3 separate regions of the Danio rerio genome follow, and all the other regions are linked to region 2. Evidence: chromatin contacts called from public HiChIP or PLAC-seq and Micro-C data. All regions are on one chromosome and are shown on one strand. Each heading gives the region's core, a stretch centred on a gene start, on an enhancer-like site or on the middle of the called end of the contact. The rest is flanking DNA. Distances are from core to core; before and after follow the strand shown. Region 1 holds the start of pdpk1a (3-phosphoinositide dependent protein kinase 1a). Region 2 holds the start of unkl (unk like zinc finger). Region 3 holds the start of il21r.1 (interleukin 21 receptor, tandem duplicate 1).

Region 1 (4,086 bases), core at 1,044-3,543, 480 kb after region 2:
TATTATATTATATTATATTATATTATATTATATAAAAATAAAACCCCAATCTGACATATAGGCTCTGCTGCAATCTATCTTTAGGATCCAATAGTTGGGTTGATTATAAAAGTGAAACTATTGCTGATCATGTAATAATCATGAAATGTCTGCCCCCTTGAGGCGATTAGTTGCATGTTAAATAAACCAGTTTCTATAGACTGCTACCACCCCCTTCCCACCACCACCACCAAAAAAAAAAATAAATAAATAAAAAATATTCCATTTTGTTACTCCATAAGGACATAGATTTTTTTTTAATGCTAAATATCAAGTTATTAAGACAAACCTACTTTGAGTCAAGAGGTTTTCAATAAATGGTATGAAACGGTTGTTTACTCTGAATATTTATTTATACAACAATGTATGTTTTGGTATTGTAGCTGTTAAGGTAACCATTTTTGCAGCCTAATATGTCAACATTGTGGTAATACTAATGTGTGAACCTGCTCTAGGTTTTTTTTTTTTTTTTTTTTTTTTTGCCAAGATACATTGTGAATCACAATGATTGATTTTCCTTTAATTTAATAACAATTACAGGAATAATAAGTGAAGTAATATACATTGCAAAGAAGTTCGTAGATTCTTTTGATTATGTTTTTTAAACCTTCAGTTCTAAAAAGCTTGTTAATTCAGCATTCAGGTGATACATAAATACATTGTATTTTAAATGACACTTAGGGTCTTATTAACACATTAGACATGTTTTTGTGCTGTTTATATATAATATAATGTGTTTTTGTGTGCTGCTATATATATAATGTGTGTGAATTGAATTGAACATAAAATACTTTGTAATATAGTGTTGCAGAAAAAACAGCTAGGCTACTTAAATTGCTTAGCGTAATTGAGTACACTGACTCGAAACACCGACCTTCTTGCTGTGAGGCAACAGTGATTGTTAATTTTTAAGTGTATTTTTATTTTATTATAAGCCATTTTTCATTCCCTTAATTTTTATTTTTTTTCACTCTTGAGGTTTTGTTGTTGTTATTGTTGTTGTTAAACAAAAAGGTTCCATTCAATCTTTTTTGGTTAACAATTATTTTGAAAGAAACCCTGTTTTAATCAAGGGGGAATAGTGTTTTTTAAGCAACCACTTTTATTGGGGCAAAGGGAAAAAAAGGCATAAAGAAACTTAATTTGTAAAAAAAAATATTTTAAAAAATCTGGAGGACATTTAATAACAAGTACCTATTGTTCATTGACATGTTTGATGTTAAAAGTTCTTTATTGTATCATAGATGGTGATAAAACCCCTTTATTATTCTTATTAACCCTGTAAAGTGCTTAGCATAATTGAGTACACCCAGTTTTCATTCATTCATTCATTTTCTTGACGGCTTAATCCCTTTATTTATCCGGGGTCGCCACAGCGGAATGAACCGCCAACTTATCCAGCAAGTTTTTACGCAGCAGATGCCCTTCCAGCTGCAACCCATCTCTGGGAAACATCCCTTTTTGAAAAAAATATATTTTTCTCTATTTTTCTGTGAAATTGACAATGCATTTTTGGGGCATTTAAACAAAACAGATGTATAAAACGGATATATTTATTAAAATAATATTTTATCAATCATTAATTATTCATTTAATATTTAATGAACATATTTAGAAATTAAAATATAATATAATTAAATTCATGCTTAATATTGCAAAAAAAAAATCAACTAAATTTTAAATATTTTTTTTTTATTCTCTTGATATTTCCTCTTTTTAAAATTTGTATTTAATATTTTTCTATAATATATAAATTTGGCTGTACTATTTTTTGGACCGTTATTGTAAGTTATTTTGCTAGATAAGCTCCAGATTTGGCTCCAGTACTGACTAATGTATATACAGAGATATAATATTGTATATCTTCCTATTAAAAATGTGAATTTAAAAGACATATTTGTGAGCGGTGTACTCGTATATGCTGAGCACTGTATAACAAATCTCAATTCTGAATATAACTTTCAATTCATCTTTATTCAAGTATTTTAACAAGTGGTGCACCTTTAAACAGTCCCTCACCTCAACATTTTCATTCAGCTACTGTACATGTGGTTAGCTTCAGAATTGTGGTTACACTTAACTGAAACTGTTGTGCACAAAAAGAAAAAAAAAAAGATGTTTTTGTCACTTCGACAGGGTAAATATTTTGCGCTCTCTGCAGCGTAAACAAAGGCAGGTCTGAGTGAATGAATTTGAGTACTCGTAATCCTGGCTGAACACAAACAGCCCTCCCCTCTGCGGAAGCTCTACTGTACTTTATCAGCTGCTGGTTTTACTGCTTCTAAGGTGGTTTGGTTCCTCATTGCACACGCACCCGCATGTCTGACTCTGTGTCATGTTTGCTTTGTGTGTGTGTGTGTGTTTTGCTCGTTCAGTACGATGCTGCTCTCATCCAGCCTAGCGTGGCGTTGCGTTCCTGTGCTTCTTCATCAATGGTAAGGACTCAGCTGAACTCCAGGCTTCCTCAGCATCTCGGCATGGAGGTCCGTGGGGGGGAGTCCAGCACGCCTGCTCTCAAGCCTCCGCAATCATTCAAGAAGGAGGACTTCAGCTTTGGCAAAATTTTAGGAGAGGGCTCCTTTTCAACGGTGGGTGATTTTGCTGTTTTCAATAGCCCAGGTAGCAGATATTATGAAACAAAAACATACATGGAGAGATGTATTGTAAACTGACAGCTATTATTAGTAGTTGATTTGCTGTTGTAAGTTTGGTTTCATTTATTTGTTCAGACTCTCAAAAATGTGATTCTTTCCAGAACAAAATAATAATAATTAATGCTGCAAGCAGCAATGAAAGGGACCTCGCATTTAATTGATGTAATTAAATCATCTATGATTAATTATTTATGCTGTAAATATAGTATTTAGACAGATGTATAGTATAGTATAGTATAGTATAGTATAGTATAGTATAGTATAGTATAGTATAGTATAGTATAGTATATAATGAGCCTGTTTGCCACACCCACTTCTGAACCCCATATCAAACGTAAATTTTTGCCACTTCTGGTGTGTGTGCAAACTTTTATGAGTTTCTTTGCATGTTCAGACTCTCAAAATTTGATTTATTTCAGAACAAACAAAAATAATTAAAGCTGCAAGCAGCAATGAAAGGGACCTCGCATTTAATTAATATAATGAAATCATCTGTGATTGATTATTTATGGTCTAAATATAATATTTGGACAGATGTACAGTAAAGTACAGTATAGTATAGTGTAGTAAAGTACAGTACAGTATAGTAAAGTGACATTCTGGTAGTTGATTTGCTGTTGTTACTTTGGTTTCATCGATATGTTGGGATTAAACGAACACTTTTAAGTTTCAGTAGCCCTAGAAATTGATTTGTCTCATGGGCCACTTCGTTGATTGTTTATAAGTGGTGCTGTCGAGCCCTTTCGCCACACCCTCTTCTGAAACCCATATCAAACATACATTTTTTTCCAATTCTGGTGTGTGTGTGCAAACTTTTGTGAGTTTTCGAGCATGTTCAAAATGTTGTGCAGTGTTGACCTTGCATTTAATTCATATAATGAAATCATCCGTGACTGATTATTTATGGTCTAAATATAGTATTTGGACATATGTGCAGTATAGTATAGTATAGTATAGTATAGTATAGTATAGTATAGTATTAAGTATAGTCAGTGAACAGATATGTTTGGTAGTTTAATTAACAAATTATCTTGCAATTAAAAGTTAAAAAATCAATAATATGTGAATTAAATATAGCATTTGGGCAAATCTTTTGTTTGTTCATACATTTTAAGTTTCAGTGGCCTTGGTATCAAAAATTAATTCGATAAAAACATTAATATGTGTGGTATAGCTAATATTTTGACAAATGTATAGTATAGTATAGTATAGTATAGTATAGTATAGTATAGTATAGTATAGTATAGTATAGTATAATATAGTATAGTATAATATAGTATAGTAGGTAACACTTTACAATAAGGTTCATTAGTTAATGCATTTACTAACATGAACTAATCATGAACAACACATGTACAGCATTTATTAATCCTAATTGAACATTTACTAATGC
Region 2 (4,194 bases), core at 897-3,396:
CAAATCCACAGATTTTTAACAAAATTATTCGCAAAAAAATGTCCACAGATTCTGTCTGGCCCTAATAATTAGCCTCTAGTTAATACTTAAACTAAGGAGTTAGCATTATTTATATATAGCAAACAACATAACTTGAGCCCAATGTTTTTAACAACTTAACTGAGATAAAACCCCATATCAGGAGTAAACTGAAGTAATTCAGAGGCTGCATGAACGTTTTTATATTCAAAAAGGGAGACTGCGAATATTCTAACAACTTTTGGCGTGCTTGGTAAACACATGAGTTTTTAAGAAGCGAGGGAATTGTAAACAGTGTAACAGCAAAGAGCCAATCAAAAATAGAGTACGTGCACAGGATAGCCAATCAAAAGGCAGAAAACGGGGGGCGTGTCTTTGGGCTCCTAAAGAGCAAAACACAAGGAAAGCAACAAACACCACCCCCACTGTCACCATCATCACCATCATCATCATCATCATCATCATCAGCCTGACCTTCATTTCCAAACTGAAGTTACACATTTCTGTTAGACAGATTAGACTAGGAACCGAGAGACGATACAGCAGTTAAAAGTGGAAGTGAAACTCGAGATAAAAACACACACAAAGGGCGAAAGACAACTTGCTCTACAAGGGAAAGTGATATCCATTAGTCAATCTCAGACATACACGGGGAGTAAAACATTAACGTAAAGTAAACACCATAGTGAGTTTACAAGGCAATCATCTGCTACATATTTCACAAAGAGGGTGTGTGCTGCTCAAAAAAGACGAGTCAAAACATTTCTACATGCTCGTGGTTACTGAAAAGTCTCAATGTCTCGTGTCAAATGTGTTTATAATAGTCTGATCTTACAGAAACCACAATGATAAAAACACCGTCTTCTTCTCAAGCACGTTGTCGACCAAAACAGAAGCACGTCCACAGCGCGCGTTGGCGCGTAAAGGTGACCATTGTGTGTAAAAATGATATATAAAGCAACTTACTCGTCTCCGTCGGGACATATCCCTGTTGTTTCATCATACTTCGTGCAATACACATCTGGGCTGTAATTAAAAGTCCCGTCTCTTCTCCGTATGGGTCTCCGTCTTCGCTGGTTTAGAAAATGCCAGTGGAAACATGTAAAGGGTCTATGCTGTGTGCATTTGTGCTGCAAAAACAGTGGGCACTGCTCGGTCCTGAACTCCTTCAAATATCTAGAATTCAGACAGAAAAGGCACGGTCAAACGCTTTATAATCAATCACATCCGCGCCAAACACCACTACGGACCGATGTAAACAAATCAGAATGGACAGAATGGGACGCAGGAATGTCAAACTACGTTCAAAGTTTGTGGCTGTATTCACTGCGTAGTTTCTTACACGCTGCCATTCCACAACAAAACTAGCCCCAGATAAACATTCCGCGACGCGTTCAGAAGCTAGAAACATACAATGATCGTTTTATGTGTTTGTGAACATCTACACAGGAACAAATTGTGTTTCGTAGTGTTAAAATTCCACCGTGAGCCATTTATCGAGGCTCTCCAGCATAACATTAGAAGCTTACGCCAAGTACTCCGCGATTAGCGTTCGGAGTTACGTTAAATCTTCGACGTACGTTCCATTCAAACCAATGGTGCGTACGCCGCGAAAAGAACGTAGAGCAAGAAACACGGGCCGAGGAAGGAGGCGGATGCAGCTAACAAACCAGCCTGCTAGCTACATCTAGCGAGCGTCTCAACTCGCTCGCTTTACTGCTGTGCAGTGTACATGTCTTCGAGCTCTCACACAAGCAGACATTGGCCAAATAAGCAAAGAGCACTTTCTTAAGTTTTACAATGCACATAGCGCGCGCAAAGCATTAAAACGGAAAATAAGTCCGCGTTTAGCGGAGATGAGATTGTTGATTTGATCAACATTGAGATTTGAGAGCCGCGTGCATTCGGAAGAATTTACAAAAGGAAAAGCACCATTTTAAAACGCACAGAGGGAGAGGAAACAGCACGCCTTACGATTATAAACCCGACAGGCGACTGTCGAATAGTCATCGCGTTGCGCAGAAATGTAATTTAGTCCGTTTAATGTTTACTTACGTATAGTGGGTTGGTTTCTCGGTTTGAGGAGAAGCGCTCGCCGCCGTTTTCGAAACCGACGGCATTTTCAGTCAAAACAATAATAGCGCGTGCGCGGGGACCCTCTCGTCTACTCATGCTCTCGCGCGCCGCTGCAAGGCCAATATGAGCAACTGGCGGGACAAACAAATAAAAGACAATGGCCATGCTGCATAGCACCACTGCTGTAACACGATTCCTCATCCTCACACAATAACCACACGCTTATTTGCTTGCAGTTACACGACGTTCGAACAAGCATAGGAAAAACACAATAAAACAAAAAAAGTATTTGCGTATCTGTAATTAATGTACGCTTTTTAATTTCCCCGAATCATTTTAAATTTATTTGAGTGTCGTGTAGTTTAATGTAGCGGCTGTGTTTATAGTTCTTTTTATTTCCTTACGTTTTGAATTTTAATGTGAACATATAACGTAATGTGTATTAAACATCTGCCAAGAATTGTGAATTTCGAAATAATTTTTCGAAAAGAATTTCAGTGGTAATAATTATTACACTTATTTTTTCAGGGCATATGAAATATTCAAAGTTGTATTTTATACAATAAAGCTAAATTGCACTATTCTGAAAGGTAAACAATGCAGATGAAGCGAAACATCAGAGGGGGAGCTGTGTTGCGTTGCACCAATGAGAAACAGAAACGTCACACGTGGGCGTATCTAAGGGACAAGCCTCAGAAATATATAAATAGAAGCCCAGCCCTCATATTTCAAATACAAGATCCGCCGAGTAGAAGATCGTGGTACAAAGAGGTTTGTGTAAGTAAGCTGTATTTTATTTTGGTAGAAATTATGGTAAAAGACAGTAATAGTAGTACTTACAGGAAAGCTAACTTTCAACTAATCTTCGAGTTATTTGCAGAGCTGGTCGGATTTTTGGGTTCTCGTGCTTAATGACAGATATTTTTCTGGCTAATTTATTATTAGCTTAGATTAATGTTGTGGATATCTCAGTAATACTTAATTGAATAATGTATGGAATTTTTATTATCACGTGTATGGCTTTTTGTCCTCGTAGCCTTGTATCGCATGTGGTATGTGGTAATTATGTGCTGCTTTATCAATCTACGTTTTTGCCCGCCATTTTGGACAATGGTTTGTTCAGCTTGTTCTTGACGGGGTCGAGTTGCCGGTTGTTGCATTGTTGCTGCATTCAAATAACTCTCCCTTGTGCCTCTGCGCATTTTCCCGCCGTTTCTAAGTCAGCTAATCTTTGCTATTCCCTTTGAAAGTGTGCTTGGTGTTGTGTTGAGGTTTGAGAGGGAAACTGTTTCTCTGCTGCAGATGGAGGCTGATGCCGGAGAGGTTGACCGAATATAACCGCTCGTGTTTTGGCGCAAATCTATTTCAGTAGCGTTTGTTTTATTTTAGGACACGTGCATGAAGTTTAGCTGATGTATAATAATTTCAACCTTTTATTACTGGTTTCAATTTACTTTGCACAATATTAGAATATGGTAATTTGTATGATTTATGTAGCTGCATCTTAGCGGAAGTGGTGCAAGCAGTCTGTAATACCCGGATGATGCCGCCATTTTAAGTCCACTGCTGTTTTTCTTTTTTAACCTCAAATGAATGCATTTATAACATTTTTGTGTTTTTCACCTAGAAATTGAAAAACAATGGCCCGTACTAAGCAGACCGCGCGTAAATCCACTGGAGGAAAGGCGCCAAGAAAACAGCTGGCAACTAAAGCCGCCAGGAAAAGCGCGCCCTCTACTGGAGGAGTGAAGAAGCCTCACAGATACAGGTGAGCGAATGAGACGCGCTGAGTGACATTAACAGACACAAAGATGTCTATCTTCTGTTTTACACGTTTAAATTTTTACATTTCAGGCCCGGAACTGTTGCTCTGAGAGAAATTCGTCGTTATCAGAAGTCAACAGAGTTGCTCATCCGCAAGTTGCCGTTTCAGCGTCTGGTCAGAGAAATCGCACAGGATTTCAAAACTGACCTGAGGTTCCAGAGTGCTGCTATTGGCGCTCTTCAGGTGAGATTATATTGTAATGAATATAAATATAACTTTATAGGAATGTATATAGGAGGTTAAATACGATTAATGTCTTATTTATTTTATTTCAA
Region 3 (4,082 bases), core at 70-2,569, 420 kb after region 2:
AGTATGCGAGAAGTATCCGGATGACTTATAACTTCCAGCGAGATTCTGAAGTGCGCATTCCATGCACGCTGCTCTATCCTATGATGCCCCGCAAGCCAATTTATGAATGGAAGTGAAGCAGTGCAAATGACGCAGGTAGGTCACATGACCATGACAAAATGGCAGGTGTAGTACGTCCGACTTCCATTCGTACTTTTCACATTCATACTTTATAGAACATACTTTTCTAACGGCTGAGTAGTAAGTTTAAATTCAAATGCAGTACCTAATGAGTAGTAGGCGGTTTCGGACGCAGCCAACTGGTTCGCAAAGTGGGGGTCGGGACGCTCTGGAGGGTTGCGGGACATTGACCGGGTCGCTTGGTGATTTCCAAAAGTCAAACAGTTTTCTTAAACTATAAGAATCACTTTATTTTATCCATAACCCACAGAAGATAAAATAGTAGAAAAAAGCAACAACATGCAAATGAAAATCCGTCAGCCCTTAAATTACTTTTTTTCACAAGATTAGTGTGTTTACGTTAGATTAACAACTCAGCAATAGCGTCAGCTGCAGCAAATTGATATTATAGCACCAGGGTAAACTCTCTGACACCTTTATGGCAGTCAAATACATTAAATATTAATACAGACCACAACTGAACATTGAGGATGATCTCTGATTATAGCAGTCTCCAAAATTAAACCAAGAATAGACTTGTTTCTGTTGTCAATATGCTAATGTTTTGTAGTTCCTATTGTTGTATGTGCAACGCTTGCATATTTATAACCACCTAAGAGGATTTTGGGGGTCACAAGTCACTAACATTGTTATTTTAGGGGTCGTGGGCTGAAAAGTTCGGGAACCCCTTCTGTAGACAATCAAAAAATATAACATTGCTTAAGGGGGCTAATAATATTGACCAAAAATGGTTCAAAAATTAAAGCATCTTTCATTCTAGCCAAATAAAACACAACTCTTTCTCCAGAAGAAAGAATATAATGGGAAATACTGTGAAATTGTCTTCCGCTGTTAAACATAATTTAGGAAATATATGAAAAAGAAAGGGAAAATCACAGGAGGGCTAATATTTTTGTAATAGTTTGTTTATTTCAGCATTATAAAATCACAAACATCATCACTGACTTTATTTATAGTTTCAATTTCATGCCAGGTCATCATTTCTATGTTACAGTAATCTGAAATGTGAACATCTTGACGCTGCATTTTTCTTTTATCAAGCCCCCGAAGAGTCACGTCTACACAACAGGAAAGTCCTTAGTTGGTCTCATGGAGGCGGAGCCTAGTATGCGCCTGCTTTACCACAACCACATCCACTCAGTCTTTCTTCACAAGCTCTCTGACTGTGCGTGTAGATGGGCAGATTGACACAGTGTAAATGTCACCATGCTATGCACAACTGCTATTTGATTATAAACTGGATCATTTTGGATATTCATTCTTGTAAATTGGTTCAATGGGAATATTATTAAGGTAAGATTTAAGACTTCTCTGTTTATTTTAAAAGATACTTTAAGCTAAAATAATCAAAAATGTATGCGTATGTATGAATGTACAGATGCTGGTACTGTTTTTGTCCAGAGCAGTTTCAGTTTGTCTTCATTAACGCTTCAGTTGAACCACAATTTAAAGGCATATTTTGTAGTCGTTTTTGATTATTCATTACTTTTTTAAGGTATTTCAGCGCTGTTGCTTTTTTTTTTTTTTTTTAATGAAAGGGTCCCAACGATTTTGTCCACATCTGTATATTTATATTAGTTTAGGCTGTATATGTAGCTTGCATATGTATTATTATTTAATGGTGACACTGTGGCTCAGTGGTTAGGACTGTCGCATAACAGCAAGAAGTTCGCTGGTCAGTTGGCATTTCTGTGTGGAGTTTGAATGTTCTCCCTGTTCATGTGGATTTCCTCCGGGTGCTCCGCTTTACCCACAATCCAAAGACATGCGTTAGGTGAATAAATAAACTAAATTGTCCGTAGTGTATGTGTTTGCATGAGTGTGTATGGGTGTTTCCCAGTGATGGGTTGCAGCTGGAAAGTCATCCGCTGTGTAAAACATATGATTGATGAGTTGGCGGTTCATTCCACTGTGGCAACCCCAGATGAATAAAGGGACTAAGCTCAAGGAAAATGAGTAAATTAATTATTATTATTTTTTGGGGGTATTTATGTTGTTTTTGAGTTAAGTTGATGTATTAAATTACTCATAATATAGAATTAAATTTAATTTGAAAATATTATTTAGACTTATTAATTTATACATGATAAAACCCGACACACTTATTTGAACCAAACCAATGCTTTAAAATTACGTGTTTACTTTCCTTGCAGTGTGCATGTGGCCTCTGTACAATGCATTTGAGCAGGGCTGACCACAGTTTCTTTCCCTCTTCCTCCATGATGGCTTCATGGCGAGCCACATTCTTGCTTGTTGTTTGTGGACTTCTACAGTGCTGTAAGTCTACATCTATTGCAGCACATTTGGTTTCTAAAAAATCAAAGCATAATCCTAATAACCTCTAATAATAATCACATATACAGTTTGTCAGAATTATTAGCCCCCTTTGAATTTGTTTTTCTTTTTTACATATTTCTCAAATGATTTTTAACAGAGTAAGGAAATTTTCACAGCATGTCTGATAATATTTTTTTCTTCTGGAGAAAGTCTTATTTGTTTTATTTCAGCTAGAATAAAAGCAGTTTTTAATTTTTTTAAACACCATTTTAAGGACAAAATTATTAGCCCCTTTAAGCTATATATTTTTTGATTGTCTACAGAACAAACCATCTTCACACAATAACTTGCCTAATTACCCTAACCTGCCCAGGTAACATAATTAACCTAGTTAAGCCTTTAAATGTCACTTTAAGCTGTATAGAAGTGTCTTGAAAATGTCTAGTCATATATTATTTACTGTCATCATGGTAAAGATAAAATAAATCAGTTATTAGAGATGAGTTATTAAAACTATTATGATTAGAAATGTGTTGAAAAAATCTTCTCTCCGTTAAACAGAAATTGAGAAAAAATAAATAAACGGGGCTAATAATTCTGACTTCAACTAAACACTGTAAAAAAAAGAAGAGTAGACTCAACTTAAAATTTGACGGTAGACATTTTCAGGACATTTTTGAATCATTTTTGAGTCAACTTAAAAAAAAAGCTCTGCTGCAAGTTGCCTTACAATTTTGAGTTGAGTCAACTTTTTCTTTCAAGCATTTCCAAACAAGCTCCTCTCTAAATAAAATCAACAACATACGTGAGCTTTGACCTATACAGGTGCCGCATTGAGAAGAAACGCTTCTGTTTCTCTGTAGCTCGACTGACCACATTTCCTCTTTGCAGATGATGCTGCATGCAGTGTGAACTGCACCACAGACTTCATCTCAGCGCTCAACTGCTCTGCTTCTGACTTGACAGGAACAGCTTCATGTGATGTTGTGGCCAGTTGCAGGTACACAAATCTAGAACATCCGCTTCTTACTTTGAGTGTTGCACACTGTGTGAATCTTGTTGCTGAAACCTTTGTGTAGATTGCATGTATTGATCGATGTATGCGCATCTTGCAGGGATGAGTTTTCAACTGTCAATGGAAGCTGCAGCATCAGATCACCACAGTCCTGGTGCACTATGGAGCCCTATGAACTGGAGTCGATCATGTCTTTCGATACCAACTGCTTCATCACTGTAACACAAATGGACAAAGAAGGCGATATGGAGATCCCAACTCAGAGATACTCTAAAAATATCGTTTTATACAAATCTAGTACGTTCCTTACTCTACTTTAACGCCACACATTTTGAGACGAAATGGTAGAATAGTTTGCTGCAAAATATGCTTTTCTTGCATTTTTTGGTAGTCCAAATATCTAGAAATGCATAATCTAGACCAGGGGTGCCCAAACCTCTTCTTATGAAATGCCAAAAACCAAATTTGAATTGATTTGAATCCTTTTAAATATACCAAACTGTATTACATTTGGTGATTTGAAATTACACAAGTTGCCATGGGTAATTTCCTAATTTATTTATTTTATAGATATAAAAATAACTCATTGATTTATATAAACTAATATACT

Evidence for each region. A called contact is a pair of places that touch in the nucleus more often than the background predicts. HiChIP or PLAC-seq counts read pairs in DNA pulled down with a chosen protein or histone mark.
Region 1: a contact with region 2 is called in an H3K4me3 HiChIP or PLAC-seq map of embryo, with 6 times the contacts expected there. The contact joins the promoter of pdpk1a here to the promoter of unkl in region 2.
Region 3: a contact with region 2 is called in a Micro-C map of caudal fin, with 2.9 times the contacts expected there. The contact joins the promoter of il21r.1 here to the promoter of unkl in region 2. A contact is called at or near these places in 1 of 18 Hi-C or Micro-C datasets (caudal fin) and 1 of 4 datasets of contacts at active chromatin or transcription factors (embryo).

What each region holds. Positions count from the first base shown.
Region 1 is chr3:44,446,918-44,451,003 of GRCz12tu, reverse strand. pdpk1a (3-phosphoinositide dependent protein kinase 1a) reads left to right here and starts at 2,293. Exons shown (of 13, transcript NM_001077344.1): 1 at 2,293-2,627. The coding sequence starts at 2,358.
Region 2 is chr3:44,928,034-44,932,227 of GRCz12tu, reverse strand. unkl (unk like zinc finger) reads right to left here and starts at 2,146. Exons shown (of 15, transcript XM_005164232.6): 1 at 2,074-2,146; 2 at 985-1,194. The coding sequence starts at 2,138. It overlaps h3f3a (H3 histone, family 3A), which reads left to right and starts at 2,826. Exons shown (of 4, transcript NM_212996.1): 1 at 2,826-2,871; 2 at 3,722-3,862; 3 at 3,949-4,102. The coding sequence starts at 3,735.
Region 3 is chr3:44,509,071-44,513,152 of GRCz12tu, reverse strand. il21r.1 (interleukin 21 receptor, tandem duplicate 1) reads left to right here and starts at 1,319. Exons shown (of 8, transcript NM_001113510.2): 1 at 1,319-1,473; 2 at 2,334-2,457; 3 at 3,349-3,457; 4 at 3,573-3,769. The coding sequence starts at 2,355.